Linked DNA regions of Sus scrofa: regions 1 and 3 are each linked to region 2. The links are chromatin contacts, called in public HiChIP or PLAC-seq maps. All regions are on one chromosome and are shown on one strand. Each heading gives the region's core, a stretch centred on a gene start, on an enhancer-like site or on the middle of the called end of the contact. The rest is flanking DNA. Distances are from core to core; before and after follow the strand shown. Region 1 has its middle 69 kb from the start of FABP5. Region 2 overlaps PAG1 (phosphoprotein associated with glycosphingolipid-enriched microdomains 1). Region 3 has its middle 15 kb from the start of PAG1.

Region 1 (4,514 bases), core at 977-3,476, 230 kb after region 2:
TTTGAGGAAACATTGGAGAAATAGACAAAGGCATTGTCATCTGCTGACAAAATAAGGTTATATAACAAAGAGTCATAATACTGAGAGGCAGACAGGCTTGATAAGATTGCTTCTAAACTAAACTAGCTCTTTGGGGTAGAAATAAGACATCTAGTTAAGGATATCAATTAGTCCTCTTAAGGTTACAATGGATGCAACAATGTGATATATACTGAAGTATTTCATACCTTGGTATTCAACAGGATTCAGAGTTATAAAGATGCTAGTTTGATTGCTAAATATGTCTCCCAATGAACTAACATCTGAGAATCAGTCCAGGTGGGTTTGATTTGTTTGTTATACTTTTCCTAAACCATCCCAATTCTCTAGTATAGGTTTTCAGTTGGTAGAATTATAGAGTGGAACTCAAAAAATAATTGTAACTTCAGCATTCAATGCAGCCTCTTAATAATTCCTTTCAAGAGAAAGTTGCAAATGACTAGGTGGAACAAAGTAGAAGAAAGAGAAAAACCTATATTTAGTTTCTAAAATCTCTGAATGAATGAACCAGAGCAGCATTAGATCAGCAGTGTCTGTTATTTTACGATTTTTCCAATTACTTCAAATTTTTCTTTCTCTCTCTCTCTCTGTCTGTCTCTCTCTCACACACACATACCCATACTCTTTAGGGAGATTAAAATTTTCTATTGGTGGATTTACTTATTCATTTTCCTGCTTATGAGAATAAATTTAGAATGATCTTGCAAAATCTGGAGTACTTCACATGGCGTTATCTTATTAGTGTTCCAGTTGTTCCCTTCTAGATTTGATCCTTTTGAGAGAAACCAAAATTTATAAACCTAATTAAGTGTACATATCTCCCAGTCAAAGTGAAAGAAAGGAAAAACATTATTTTTTCATTTTGTGATTCTCTTATTTGGACCTTTCCCTAGAGGGGACAGTTGGCTTCAGAATCAAAACAAGCATTTCTAATTGGTGATCAAGAGTGATATTTGAAGTAATCAGTTGTGACAAGACAGAGATGATAATTTAGGCAGCTAGGATATAGAAAAAAAATATCAGGTACATAAAACAGAATACTTAGAGATACACAATTGTAGGTACAATTTTTGGATAATATGAACTATTTTTGCAAATATTTTTAGAAAAATGTAAAAGTCCCTTGAATATAAATAGGAGCCATTTTAAAAATTAATCTAAACCAAGATTTATGATATTAATTTTATGATATTTATAGAATGATAATAAAGTAAAAAACGATTAATGGTTATATTTTTGGTCTTGGGAAAAAGATAATACTGAAATTTATTTGAATTAAAATATTTATGAATGGCATAAAGCTTGGAATGCATAAAATTTAGCTGTAAGATATAGCTGCATATCATAAAGCATGAAATATGTAAAAGCATGTAGTAAATTCCAGAAAGAAGATACATTTGAAAGCTATTGCTTTATTCATGAGAAGACTATACTGTCACAAACTAGAGGCTCAAGTTTGTAGTCATGTTATCAGCCTGTCTATCGAGCCTTCGTTTGTATGGGTTGGGCTCAGTTTGAGGCTGAAGAAAGGCAACCATCACTCCCATTCCCCCAGCCCAGATGCTGAACATGTGATACTAAAATTACATGGCCATCAGTGGCCAGCAATCCATGCGCTGACCAGTGTTAAATGCAGCCTGCCCCTGGAGAGGGGGTTTGACTTGGGCAAGAAGCTGCTCATTTCCAGCAGAGCAGAGGGTAAGTCCTTCAACTCTGAGGGCAGCTCAGTACAATGTTCATTATACACGCATGTAACATGTCTATAAAGCTATCCATTACTTTTTCTATAAGTATGTTACTTCTCTTGCATTTTCTTACATTTGTTGAATTGCTCTCCCATTCAGTAACCCACATCAGATCCTGGGGAATCTTTGAGTCCTTCCTAGCAGCTAATCCAAAACCCGTATCTCTCCATCCTTCATTTTTCACTTACCTTTTTCCTCCTTGTCCACCTTGTGGTTAGGGGCAAAACAAATACAGACACACCATCCCTTACCTGAACATCTGCAGTAGTCACTTCATTGCTGCTGAAGTCCCACATCTTCCATTCCTCCTGTCTCTCCTTCGCCTCCAAAGTGACAGGTGGATAATGTAAAACTAACCACACTAGCCTCCTGTTTATTCAGTGGCTTCCATTGTCTTCTAGATATAATGACTACATTTCTTATCATGGTTTGAAATTTGTCCAGCCTCAACTGAAACCCACTGCTCAGTCATTCAGACTTGCTTGTCATCCTCCGAGTACATTAGGCAATTTCGTATCTTCCTGCCTTTGATCATGATGCTCTTTCTGCCTGGAATATTCTTTCATCCCACTGCCTTGCCACTTGGGAATATCTATTCACCTTTCAAGTCCTAGTTCAAGCAGTAACCTTTTGTGAAAGCTTTCCTGACTTGTTTCATCCTGTTCTTTATTTATGACCCAACCTACTGCTGTCTTTCTATTTCTGATTCTTACTTGCACTTTTTGAACCCATGACCTGTCTGTCCTAATATTTTTATTCTCCTGGAAGGCAGAAATAATATCTGTTTATTCCTGAGGAGCATGGAAGGAAGTGCATTAATTAAGGAAGGATAAAAGGATTATTAAACAGAGGGGAGGAGCCAGTTGCTAAGAGACAGGATGAATCAGAAAAACAAAAAACAAAACAAATGAGTCTGGTTCTGTGATTTTTTTCAGTTATGCCCCACAGCCTTCTTATAGGCAGGGGAGCTCTGATATGAAGTACTCAGGATGAAGAAATGAAAAGCTGGTTTTAGTGGAAGTACACGGCATAGATGAGATCAAGGCTTCTAGTAAGAGCTTGACTGCAATGGCTACCGTAGGGAATGTCTGGGTTGGAGCCAAATGGGCCTGCAGTCTGGCTGATGGGTTTTGAGAACAGAGGTGGTCCAGAAACTGGAGGACAAAAGGTAGAATCAGTAATAAAGAAGCCTGAAAGGAAAATTTTGGTGCTCAAAATATAGGAAATGAAGCAATTTTGGGTGATGACAAAGTCCAAGGCCCGGTTTTTTTTTTTTTTTTTTTTTTTTTTTTTTTTTTTGTCTTTTTTGTCCTTTTAGGGCCACACCCACGGCATATGGAGGTTCCCAGGCTAGGGGTCTAATCAGAGCTGATGCTGCCAGCCTACATCACAGCCACAGCAACACCAGATCCGAGCCATGTCTGTAACCTATGCCACAGCTCATGGCAACGCTGGATCCTCAACCCACTGAGCAAGGCCAGGGATCCAACCTGCAACCTCATGGTTCCTAGTTGGATTTGTTTCCACTGAGCCATGACGGCAACTCCCCAAGGCCCAGTCTTAAATGTAGGCAGCTTAATGGGAGGGTAAAGAAGATAAATGTTGTTACCACTAAAAAACCGAAAATCTTTGTGGTCAGGAGCTAGGTGGGTTATTATTAGAGTGACCATATAGCCTGGTTTCCTTGAATGCAACCTAGTTTTACACCTCTTTTTCCAGCATAATTATTGATAGTATTTCTCTCAAAAGTGTCCTTCTTTGGATGATAAATTACATAGTTACTTTCATTTTTATTAATTTCCCCAAAAAGCATGATACTACTTAGTATAGCTGTGATAGTTTTGGGGACTTTGGTTGAAAAATGAAGCTTTCAAAATTAGAATTTTATTTATTTATTTATGTTTTGCTTTTTAGGGCCACACCCACGGCATAAGGAGGTTCCCAGGCTAGGGGTCCAATTAGACCTGTAGCTGCCGGCCTACACCACAGCCACAGCAACATGGGATCTGAACCACATCTTTGACCTACACCACAGATCACAGCAACACAGGATCCTTAACCCACTGAGCGAGGCTGGGGATCCAACCCGCATCCTCATTTATCCTAGTCGGGTTTGCTAACTACTGAGCCATGAAGGGAACACCTCAAAATTAGAATTTTAAAAATTAGAATGAAAACATAGTAGAAGATATAAAGAACAGTTACTGCAGTTTACCATGGGAAGATAATAATAATGAATTCATTTTTAATGATAACACATGTCCCAAATAGAACTGTTAAATTTAACATTTACACACGAAACATTAGGTTTTCTGTAGTCTGGGTCCTGTCTTTTAAAGTTTTTTAGAATAGAGTGCATTAAAACAAATTAGCAGTGCTTAACATGTGGCTAAATAATTTATACCTAAAGGAGAGTCTGTCAACTGAGAGATGTTTCAAATATAATTGCTGCCTTGCATCAAGGAAAGAACATAGGATGAAAAATCAGAGCATGTAGCTCCCTCAGCTTCTTACCAGCTAACATGAAAATAACCAAGTTAATTATCCTTCTAAGCCCATTTCCTCACTGGTAAAGGGATAATAGCAGTTATCTGACCTTCTAAAGGGGCTGCAGTGAGGACCAAATGAAATAATGGAAAATTCTTTTAAAAACTGTACAAATGTAAGCAGACCAAATGTCCTTCTAAAGACAAAACCAAACAAAAATAAGTAGGAAAGGATTCCAGGTGA
Region 2 (4,681 bases), core at 27-2,526:
TTTCTGCTAATTCTTTTAGCAAGTAAAATATCTTCTGAGCATCCAGATTCAACTCATACTAGCAGAAATATATGAACAATTTGGGATGATTGCTCATGAGTTTTCTTGGGGATATTTAAGCCTATTTCTCTCAATCCTGTTTCTATCTGTCTCAATTAAATTGCATTCAATTACAGAATAGGAGTTCCCGTCGTGGCGCAGTGGTTAACAATCCGAGTAGGAACCATGAGGTTTCGGGTTCGGTCCCTGGCCTTGCTCAGTGGGTAAAGGATCCGGCGTTGCTATGAGCTGTGGTGTGGGGTGCAGATGAGGCTTGGATCCCGAGTTGCTGTGGTTCTGGCGTAGGCTAGTGGCTATGGCTCCGATTGGACCCCTAGCCTGGGAATCTCCATATGCCGCTGGAGAGGCCCAAGAAATGGCAAAAAAAAAGACAAAAAATTACAGAACAGCATGTCTTCAAAGATAAAAAAAACTATCTCACTGTCAGACCACATGTGTAAATATTCTGAGTTACTGAACAGAGGGCAAAGGAGGACCATTCACTGTACCTCAGCTAACATTTATTAGGGCACCTGAATGCCCCAGATGTATTGCAAAGGATATAAGATTAACGAAATAGCAGACTTAATTTAATAGTTGTACGTCAAATATCTTTGTTTCAGAATAGGATTCACCATTGGCTGCATGATGTACAGTCATGACCAGAGGCTATAATTTAATGATGATATTACTCTACAAGAGGCAGTGGCATTTCCCACTCCCCTGACCCTCTCAATTTTATATCATTTCAGGCCACTGTAGGAGCTTGTCATTTGACATTGAGAAAGGCTGGTGCCTGAATTTACAGGACTTCTGTTGGGATTCTTTTTTTGTTTGTTTGTTTTGTTTTTTAGGGCTGCATGTGTGGCAAATGGAAGTTCCCAGGCTAGGAGTCGAATTGGAGCTGCACCTGCCAGACTACGTCACAGCCAGAGCAAGGATGGATTCTTAACTCACTAAGCCAGGCCAGGGATTGAACCCGCATCCTCATGGATACTAGCTATGTTTGTTACCACTAAGCCACAATGGGAACTCCTGGGGATTTTTTTAGAAGCTGGGATGAATAACTATTTTGGACTGAAAGCTCTATGATTGCTCATAATTTTATGTCCATTCATTTCATGGTTTTAATCAACAGATGATCTTGAGAAAAACCAAGGGCCTTCTACTTCAAAAGCAGGTGCCACTTTTAACCACAAGAGGGCAGTAAAACTCTAGTCTCAGCCCTAATGGGCAGCCTCCTGGACAGACCTGTTACAGCTGTTTGTGCCTATGCTGAGCATTTTCATTGTCTTCATAAGCCTGGACTTCCAGGCACCCCCAATCAATTCCAACAAGAAGGGAAACAAAAACCAGATGAAATTAATGAAAGTTGTAGCCCAAATCCCAACTATGCATTTCTTTAGCCAAACACATTTATTGGGTAAGTGCTCGGATTACTGCAAATTGTGTAAACAGTAATTTGGTAGTGTTGGGATGGGATGGCAGGTGAAATTCGCTACAGAAGTGGACCATCAGGAGTTCCCGTCGTGGCGCAGTGGTTAACGAATCCGACTAGGAACCATGAGGTTTCGGGTTCGATCTCTGGCCTCGCTCAGTGGGTTAAGGATCCAGCATTGCTGTGAGCTGTGGTGTAGGTTGCAGATGCGGCTCAGATCCCGCGTTGCTGTGTTGCTGTGGCTGTGGCTGTGGCCGGCGGCTACAGCTCTGATTTGACCCCTATCCTGGGAACCTCCATGTGCCGTGGGAGTGGCCCAAGAAATGGCAAAAAGACCAAAAAAAAAGAAGTGGACACTCAGTTTCTCTGAAGCTGCTGAGCTCAGTAATGATAGTCATTTCCATTTTACAGCTGTCCTAGTTGACACATAATTAAGCACGATGGAAACTACCTCCTACCTGGCTCCTCACGATGGCCAAAATAAGGAGGTCCTTGAGCCCCATGAGAACGCCTCCTTCCTGGTCATCACAGGCGTGGGAACCATGCAGTAAAAGGACACTTTACGAGCAACACATTAACCAAACGCATTTAACGAGGGCTGAGGAGCCAACATCTGCTGGGCTTCTGACCTGCAAAGCACGTGGCTTACACAGGCTACATGAACCTCTCCACAGCATTCTCCGGTCTCCCTAAAGAGTCTGAAACGGAAGTATTTAAAGCCCAAGGTTCTCTGCCAAACCAGTCATTACTAAGATTTTCCTATTTCCCTCTTTTCCTGAATCGGGGGAAACACACTCAGAGGGCACAAGGTGGTACAGGACTCCCAGGTGAATTTTCTTCTTTAGAGTTTTTTTTTTTTTTTTTTTTTTTTTTTTTTTGGCTTTTCTAGGGCCACTTCCTGCGGCATATGGAGGTTCCCAGGCTAGGGGTCTAATCACAGCTGTAGCCACTGGCTACAGCCACAGCAACGCCAGATCTCAGGCACATCTGCAACCTATACCACAGCTCACAGCAACACCGGATCCTTAACCCACTGAGCGAGGCCAGGGATTGAACCCGCAATCTCATGGTTCCTAGGTGGATTCGTTAACCACTGCACCACGACGGGAACTCCTAGAGTTTACACAAACATTTTATAACATCACCTGGGAGCAAGATCTTGACAGTTCTTCCTGCGACACCTTGAAGCTTGAGAGATAGGAACCTGGAAAGGCTTGACATCATCATACTGACCCTGCCATCAATGCTGGCTGCTGCTGCACAAAAATCCAGGCATTCATCCTAAGAGCAGCTTATAAATCCTTCAAGCCATCTGTCACCATAACCCGATTTCTTCTCATACATGGCAAACCCATTGATCCATACAGGAAAGAGGAAATCTGACCCTTTGGGAGTGTGTGTGACTGTCACTTGTCTTAAAAAATACATTAAACTTACATGACAGAATATAGGTAATTGCTTATCAAAGCTCTGCCACCATCTTGTTTTTGCCTTCAGAAAGACAACCTTGGGGGTTAAAGACTGCCTTCTAAGGTTGCTTTTCCTCACATCCTGACCTGAAGACCAATTCCCGAGGTTCATTTTTTGTTTTCAATGGTAAATCTCATGAAAGAACAGGAGTGGGGAGGGGAGTGGGGCAGGAGCGAGAGAGAATGATTCTCACAGATTGAGTGAGGAGCCCAGGTAAAGGGTCTTCAATGGGCATAAGTAAGTCCAAATGGACCGCTTCACAAAGTGTGGTTTGGGCTACAGGCTCTATTCTTCCTGCCTTGCAGGTCTGCTCACCTCATCTCAATGAAAAGTTCTTTGAGGGCAGGGATAGACCCATCTCACCTCTCACCATATTCTCAGAATCACCATGATCAAGAGAGGGTCCAGTCAAGAAATTTTTACTGAACACGTTTCTGCAAAAGGAAGATGAGGAGACTCCCAAGCTGAATGAACCATTTATAACGTATGGGAGAGAAGGAAATTAAAGACATGAAGCTATCAAGCAAACAAAAAACAAGCCAATGGCATTATTTTGTTCTTTTTTATGGCTGAGTGGTATTCCATTGTTTATATGTACCACAACTGCTCAATCCATTCATCTGTTGATGGACATTTAGATTGTTTTCATGTCTTTCTTGGCTATTATGAACAGTGTTGCAACAAACATAGGGGTGCATGTGTCTTTTTCAATGAAAGTTTTAGAGACTCTCATACTAAGTGAAGTCAGAAAGGGAAAGACAAATACCATATGATACCACATATACATAGAATCTAATACATGGCACAAATGAACCTATCTGTTCTACAGAGACAGAAACAAACTCATGGACATGGAGAAGAGACTTGTGGTTGCCAAGGGGGCGGGGGAAGGAGTGGGATAGACTGGGAGTCTGGGGTTAGTAGACGCAAACTATTGCATTTGGGTGGATAAGCGATGAGATCCTGCTGTACAGCACAGGGAACTATATCCAATCACTTGTGATGGAACATGATGGGGGATAATGCAAGAAAAAGAAAAAATATATACATATACATATATATGTGTGTGTGTAACAGGGTCACTTTGCTGTACAGCAGATATTGACAGAATGTTATAAATCACCTATTAAAAAAAAAAAAAAAAAAACAAGCCGGAGTTCCCGTTGTGGCTCAGTGGTTAACGAATCCAAATAGGAACCATGAGGTTGTGGGTTTGATCTCTGGCCTCGCTCAGTGGGTTAGGATCTGGCATTGCTGTGAGCTGTGGTGTAGGTTGCAGACGCAGCTCAGATCCTGCATTGCTGTGGCTCTGGTGTAGGCCTGTGGCTACAGCTCCAATTCGATCCCTAGCCTGGGAACCTCCATATGCTGCAGGAGTGGCCCAAGAAATGGGAAAAAGACAAAAAAAAAAAAAAAAAAAAAAAAAAAGCCCAGCTCTGGAAGGAACATGGCCCCCTGCCTTCCTTGTTCCATCACCTGCTATCACCCAAGCAAATGAATGTCTCTTCTCACCACTGGAACTGCCTGCTGTATGGGAATCCTCACCACTCTTAGCAGGTCCGGCCCCAGCAACCTCACTGTGTCCCCAAGCTGGGTGCTTCTCGGCCCCTTCTCAGCACTGATGTGTCATGCCTTCCTTCTCTCCCGGGAACTTCAATCATACCTCTCTCCTCCCTCCCTTGCAACAGGCTGGGACTTACATTCTCAAAGAAAAGAGGAGCCTGGACTATTCTT
Region 3 (4,762 bases), core at 1,867-4,366, 150 kb after region 2:
GACAGTCTGTTGAGGACTGTGCCCTTCAGCTTGTGGTAGCTGATGCTAACTCCGGTTTGTATTAGAATTGAACTCAATTGTAGGACTCCCAGTCAGTGTCAGGGAATTGATGTCAGAACACAAAGTTACACAGTACATTTAAAAGACACACAATGTTTTTGTGTTGTCTTATTTACAGTGTTGATTAATGTAGAACAGAAATGACATCACCACCTCAAGATGAAGAAGAAAGCAGTTATATGTCCATATTAGTCGATATGTTCATGTTGATTGGTGGTCAGTGAAGTAATTAACACATTCTAGTATGTGTACCCCATCTCTTCAGCTGGACTATAAGCTTGTGGGTGTCAAGTCCACATTCTGTATGTCTTTATATTTTAAACCATGCCTAGTGGATTGTCTTAAAAAATTCTAAGTGTTAATGACATGCTTTATGGTTGAGATGATGATACACAAAGAAGTACTTATTAATTATAATACTCATTTTTCATAGCAAGCTTATTTAACACCTTCCTCTTGCTGGTCTTTAATTCCCCACCCCACCCCCTTATTTAACAGATTGGAAAAGCTACACGACAGATAAACTTCTTTCCTAAAATCTCAGAGTAAGTCAGGACCAGATCTGAAATTTAAAGTCTGTCTTGGAGTTCCTGTTGTGGCTCAGTGGTTAACAAATCTGACTAGGAACCATGAGGTTGCGGGTTCAATCCATGGCCTTTCTCAGTTAGGGATCCAGCGTTGCCATGAGCTATGGTGTAGATTGCAGACATGGCTTGGATCCCGTGTTGCTGTGGCTCTGGTGTAGGCTGGCAGCTATAGCTCCGGATGGACCTCTAGCCTGGGAACCTCCATATGCTGCAGGAGCGGCCCAAGAAAATGGCAAAAAGACAAAAAATAAAATAAAATAAAATAAAGTCTGTCTTACTTGGGTTTCCAAGTCTGTTACCTAGCTTATCATACCTATCTTAATTATTAAGAGCTACTATGACTAGAACATAGCCAGAACCCTGATGCGGCTTGAACTCACATTTTTTTTTTGTTTTTGTTTTTGTTTTTTTTTTTTGGAATTAGAATCACTCCTTAATGTCTGGACTTACTAATGTTCAGGTTCTTTGCATCTGCGCAGAAGGAATTCAGCAAGAGACAAAGTGATAGGCAAGAATAGATTTATTAAGGTAGGAAGCTTCTGAGAGATACAAGCAGGCAGGCAAGGAAGCTCTGCCCTGAGGATTAGGTGGGCTACATTTTTATAATCCAAAGAAAGTGGGAGTGGGAAAAGACTGCCTTCTTCCTCATTCTTTGAGTAGACATCAGGCTTACATCATTAGCTCCTTCTGTGTATCTGGTAAGGGAGTATTTGACCTTCTGAGGTCAGACTAGGACTGTCGTGCTGCTTATTCAGATCTGCAGAAAGGTGGTAACATATGCTAAAATATGTTGAATCTTCTCAGGTTTCTGTATCATGAGGGTTTCCTACTTTGGAATGTCATCTTTCCCTTAAATTCTGGTCCTTAGTCCTAAGGATCATTATCTTGCTGAACTTGAATACAGGCCTCATTTTATCTTTCACTTAATGACCTGAGGCACATCTCGTGGTTTTATGGTTTTATAGTTAAGCAAGCCTGCTTCATTCCACATCTGATGGCTTTCTTAAGTGATCATTAACTTAACAGTGACCTCCCAAAGTTCCCAGGTTTTCTTCTCTACCTATGGTCCCCTATTTGGACTTTTTTTTTTTTTTTTTTGTCTTTTAGTCTTTTCTAGGGCCACACTCACAGCATATGGAGGTTCCCAGGCTAGGGGTCCAATCGGAGCTGTAGCCTATGCCACAGGCACAGCAACGCGGGATCCGAGCCATATCTGCAAACTTCACCACAGCTCACAGCAACACGGATCCCCAACCCACTGAGCAAGGCTGGGGATTGAACCGGCAACCTCATGGTTCTTAGTCGGATTCATTAACCACTGAGCCACAACAGGAACTCCTCTATTTGAACTTCTATAACTACCTGTGTAACTATCCTACTCTATCCCTATCATTAGGATTATATAGACAATGATAGACAATGATGTAGCCATCGAAGTTCAGATGGTCCTATTATGGTTCTATTATGGATGGTGAGCTTGTCATTCATCTCAGAATTGTTCATTTAGCCTTATGTTTATTCTAGTAAACAAACTCGATGTCATTTTGCCAAATTAAGACAGTGCATCATTTATACTGATAGGAAACTTTAGGCATCCAACTTAATTTAAAATATAAACTCTTAAAAAGGAAAAGACTGGAGTTCCCGTCGTGGCTCAGTGGTTAATGAATCTGGCTAGGAACCATGAGGTTGCATATTTGATCCCTGTCCTTGCTCTATGGGTTAAGGATCCGGCATTGTTGTGAGCTGTGGTGTGGGTCACAGATGTGGCTTGGATCCCATGCTGCTGTGGCTGTGGTGTAGGTCAGCAGCTGCAGCTCCAATTGGACCCCTGACCTGGGAACCTCCATATGCCTTGGGTGTAGCCCCAGAAAAGACCAAAAAAATGACAAAAAAAAAAAAAAAAAAAAAGGAAAAGACCACTTGAAGCACTGACAAAAACAGAGACAAGAAACATTTTTTAAAATAAAATCCCAAGGATCGAAAAATAACTGTACTGCCTATCTAGCAGGTTAAAATTTAATTAGCTCTGTTGAATTGTAGCTAGACTCACTCTTTGAGTCTTCTTCAGGTTATACATTTGAATTGAAACAATAACTTTGCAGCTAGAAGAGTTTCTAATGACTTTGGGGCATACCAGCTAACAATTTATCTCAGGAGGGAGAAGGGAAGAGGAATATTGTTTGATTTTATCAGATTCAGTGTTACTCTTCAGAAATAATTACTTGCTTTTCTAACACACCAAACTTTTACTTTATTACTGACAGACTCTCTGAAATGACAGCCACTGACGTTACAGAACCGTCATTATTGTAACATTCTATCTGACAACATGCAATCATGTACATTAAGAGGTTTAAATTGCCCTCAAACATGTGGTAGGAAAGTTTGTTTAACTCAGTGCTGAGTACTACAAGCTCAATAATAAACTTTCACTGATAGGCTGATTCTCACTACATTTTCCTAAGAGCTCTGTCTAAACAGCAAACAAGGACAGAAATGACTGTGTCCTGGAGTCTTAAGTGTAGACATACTTGTGACACTTTCTCTGAGTCAAAGCAGATGATTTCTGTGGAAATTTTGCAATTAAGAGAAAAGTTCACAGGCCTTCCCTTCTGGATAGATAAGGATGTCTGTTCCACACAAGTTTTGTGGGTACTTACTCTCAAATGGGATACCCCTGGGGGATTTGACTTTTCAAGAAAAGGCCTCAGAAGAGCTTCCTGGTGGCACAATGGGTTAAAGATCCAGCATTGTCATTGCTGTGGCTCTGGTCACTGCTGTGGTGCAAGTTCGATCTCTGGCTTGAGAGCTTCTACATGCTACAGACTCAGTCCAAAAAGAGAGAGAGAAAGAGAGAGAAGTCCTGATTTTTATTATGTATTATGTAGTAGTATTTAACTGCAGGGTGTCCAGATCAGTTCTCTCTTTCCTTTTTTTTTTTTTTTTCTTTTTACAGCCACTCCTGTGGCATATGGAAATTCCCAGTCTAGGGGTCAAATTGGAGTTGCAGCTGCCAGTCTACCCCACAGCCACAGCAATGCCAGATCCAAGCCATGTCTGTGACCTACACCACAGCTCACTGCAACGCCAGATTCTTAACCCACTGAGCAGAGCCAGGGATCGAACCTGCAACTTCATGGATACTAGTCAAGGTTTGTTACCACTGAACCACCACACAATATCCCCCAGATCCGTTCTCTTTTGAGGTTCACTTAGAGCAATTCCAAAATTTCAGAATTTACTGTTCAGGCTAATTTGGACTCTTCAGAATTCGGAATGATGTGGCCTGCTGTAGGCTCACCCTCCTGGGACCACAGGAGAATTGATAGAGATTTGGTTAGAAAAAGATGGCCTTGGCTAGAGAATTCTGTACCTCCTACCATGCGAACATCAAAGCAGGTGTCGTCTTTTGTAGGAGACAGAGCTGAAGATGAGATTCAGCCCCCAGCACAGCGGTTAGCAGTGTGGGCTCTCATATGCCTCCACAAACAGGTGCTTGGATCTTAATCATGTTGCCTATTCTCTGTCTCCCGATTCCTCGATTGTAAAATATAGCAGTGGCTTTTCTTACTGAATCTTTATATGATTGATAAAGTTAATGGTTTTTAAACATTTGGCACAGTCTCTGGAAGCTAGAAAGTTCTCAAATAACAACCAATAGTGCTGGGTGTGCTGGAGGAAGTCCATGCATTTTATTTTTGTCTTTTTTTTGTGGCGGGCCTCAGGTGCAGTATATGCAAATTCCCAGGCTAGGGGTCGAATTGGAGCTTCAGCTGCCAGCCAATGCCACAGCCACAGCACATCATATCTGAGCCAAGACTGAGAACTACATCACAGTTCACAGCAATGCCAGATCCTTAACCCACTGAGCAGAGCCAGGGATCAAACCCATGTCCTCATAAATACGAGTCAGGTTTGTTACCACTGAGCCACGATGGAAACTCCAGTCCATGCATTTTATACACGTAACTCATTTACTTTTCACAAAGACAGCAGGAAGGACCGCATTCCCATTTTACAGATGAAGAAACCAAGGCACATACAGATTAAGTAACTTGTGCAAGATCACACAGCTAGTAAGCAGCAGATAACCTCTATACATTTTAACCTGG

Evidence for each region. HiChIP or PLAC-seq counts read pairs in DNA pulled down with a chosen protein or histone mark.
Region 1: a contact with region 2 is called in an H3K27ac HiChIP or PLAC-seq map of alveolar macrophages. The contact joins two enhancer-like sites. A contact is called at or near these places in 1 of 47 Hi-C or Micro-C datasets (embryonic fibroblasts) and 1 of 2 datasets of contacts at active chromatin or transcription factors (alveolar macrophages).
Region 3: an H3K27ac HiChIP or PLAC-seq map of alveolar macrophages shows a contact between it and region 2. The contact joins two enhancer-like sites. A contact is called at or near these places in 5 of 47 Hi-C or Micro-C datasets (brain, embryonic fibroblasts, fibroblasts and 2 more) and 1 of 2 datasets of contacts at active chromatin or transcription factors (alveolar macrophages).

What each region holds. Positions count from the first base shown.
Region 1 is chr4:55,349,438-55,353,951 of Sscrofa11.1, reverse strand. No RefSeq gene overlaps it. Among named protein-coding and RNA genes, the nearest start is that of FABP5, 69 kb to the right of the region's middle. Within about 2 kb of position 2,226, at least 1 of the 83 cell types and tissues checked has an H3K27ac peak or open chromatin away from gene starts, as enhancers often do. A contact at or near this core is called in alveolar macrophages, where this site is marked.
Region 2 is chr4:55,582,011-55,586,691 of Sscrofa11.1, reverse strand. The region is part of intron 3 of PAG1 (phosphoprotein associated with glycosphingolipid-enriched microdomains 1); the gene reads right to left. Among named protein-coding and RNA genes, the nearest start is that of PAG1, 130 kb to the right of the region's middle. Within about 2 kb of position 1,276, at least 4 of the 83 cell types and tissues checked have an H3K27ac peak or open chromatin away from gene starts, as enhancers often do. A contact at or near this core is called in alveolar macrophages, where this site is marked.
Region 3 is chr4:55,433,350-55,438,111 of Sscrofa11.1, reverse strand. No RefSeq gene overlaps it. Among named protein-coding and RNA genes, the nearest start is that of PAG1, 15 kb to the left of the region's middle. Within about 2 kb of position 3,116, at least 1 of the 83 cell types and tissues checked has an H3K27ac peak or open chromatin away from gene starts, as enhancers often do. A contact at or near this core is called in alveolar macrophages, where this site is marked.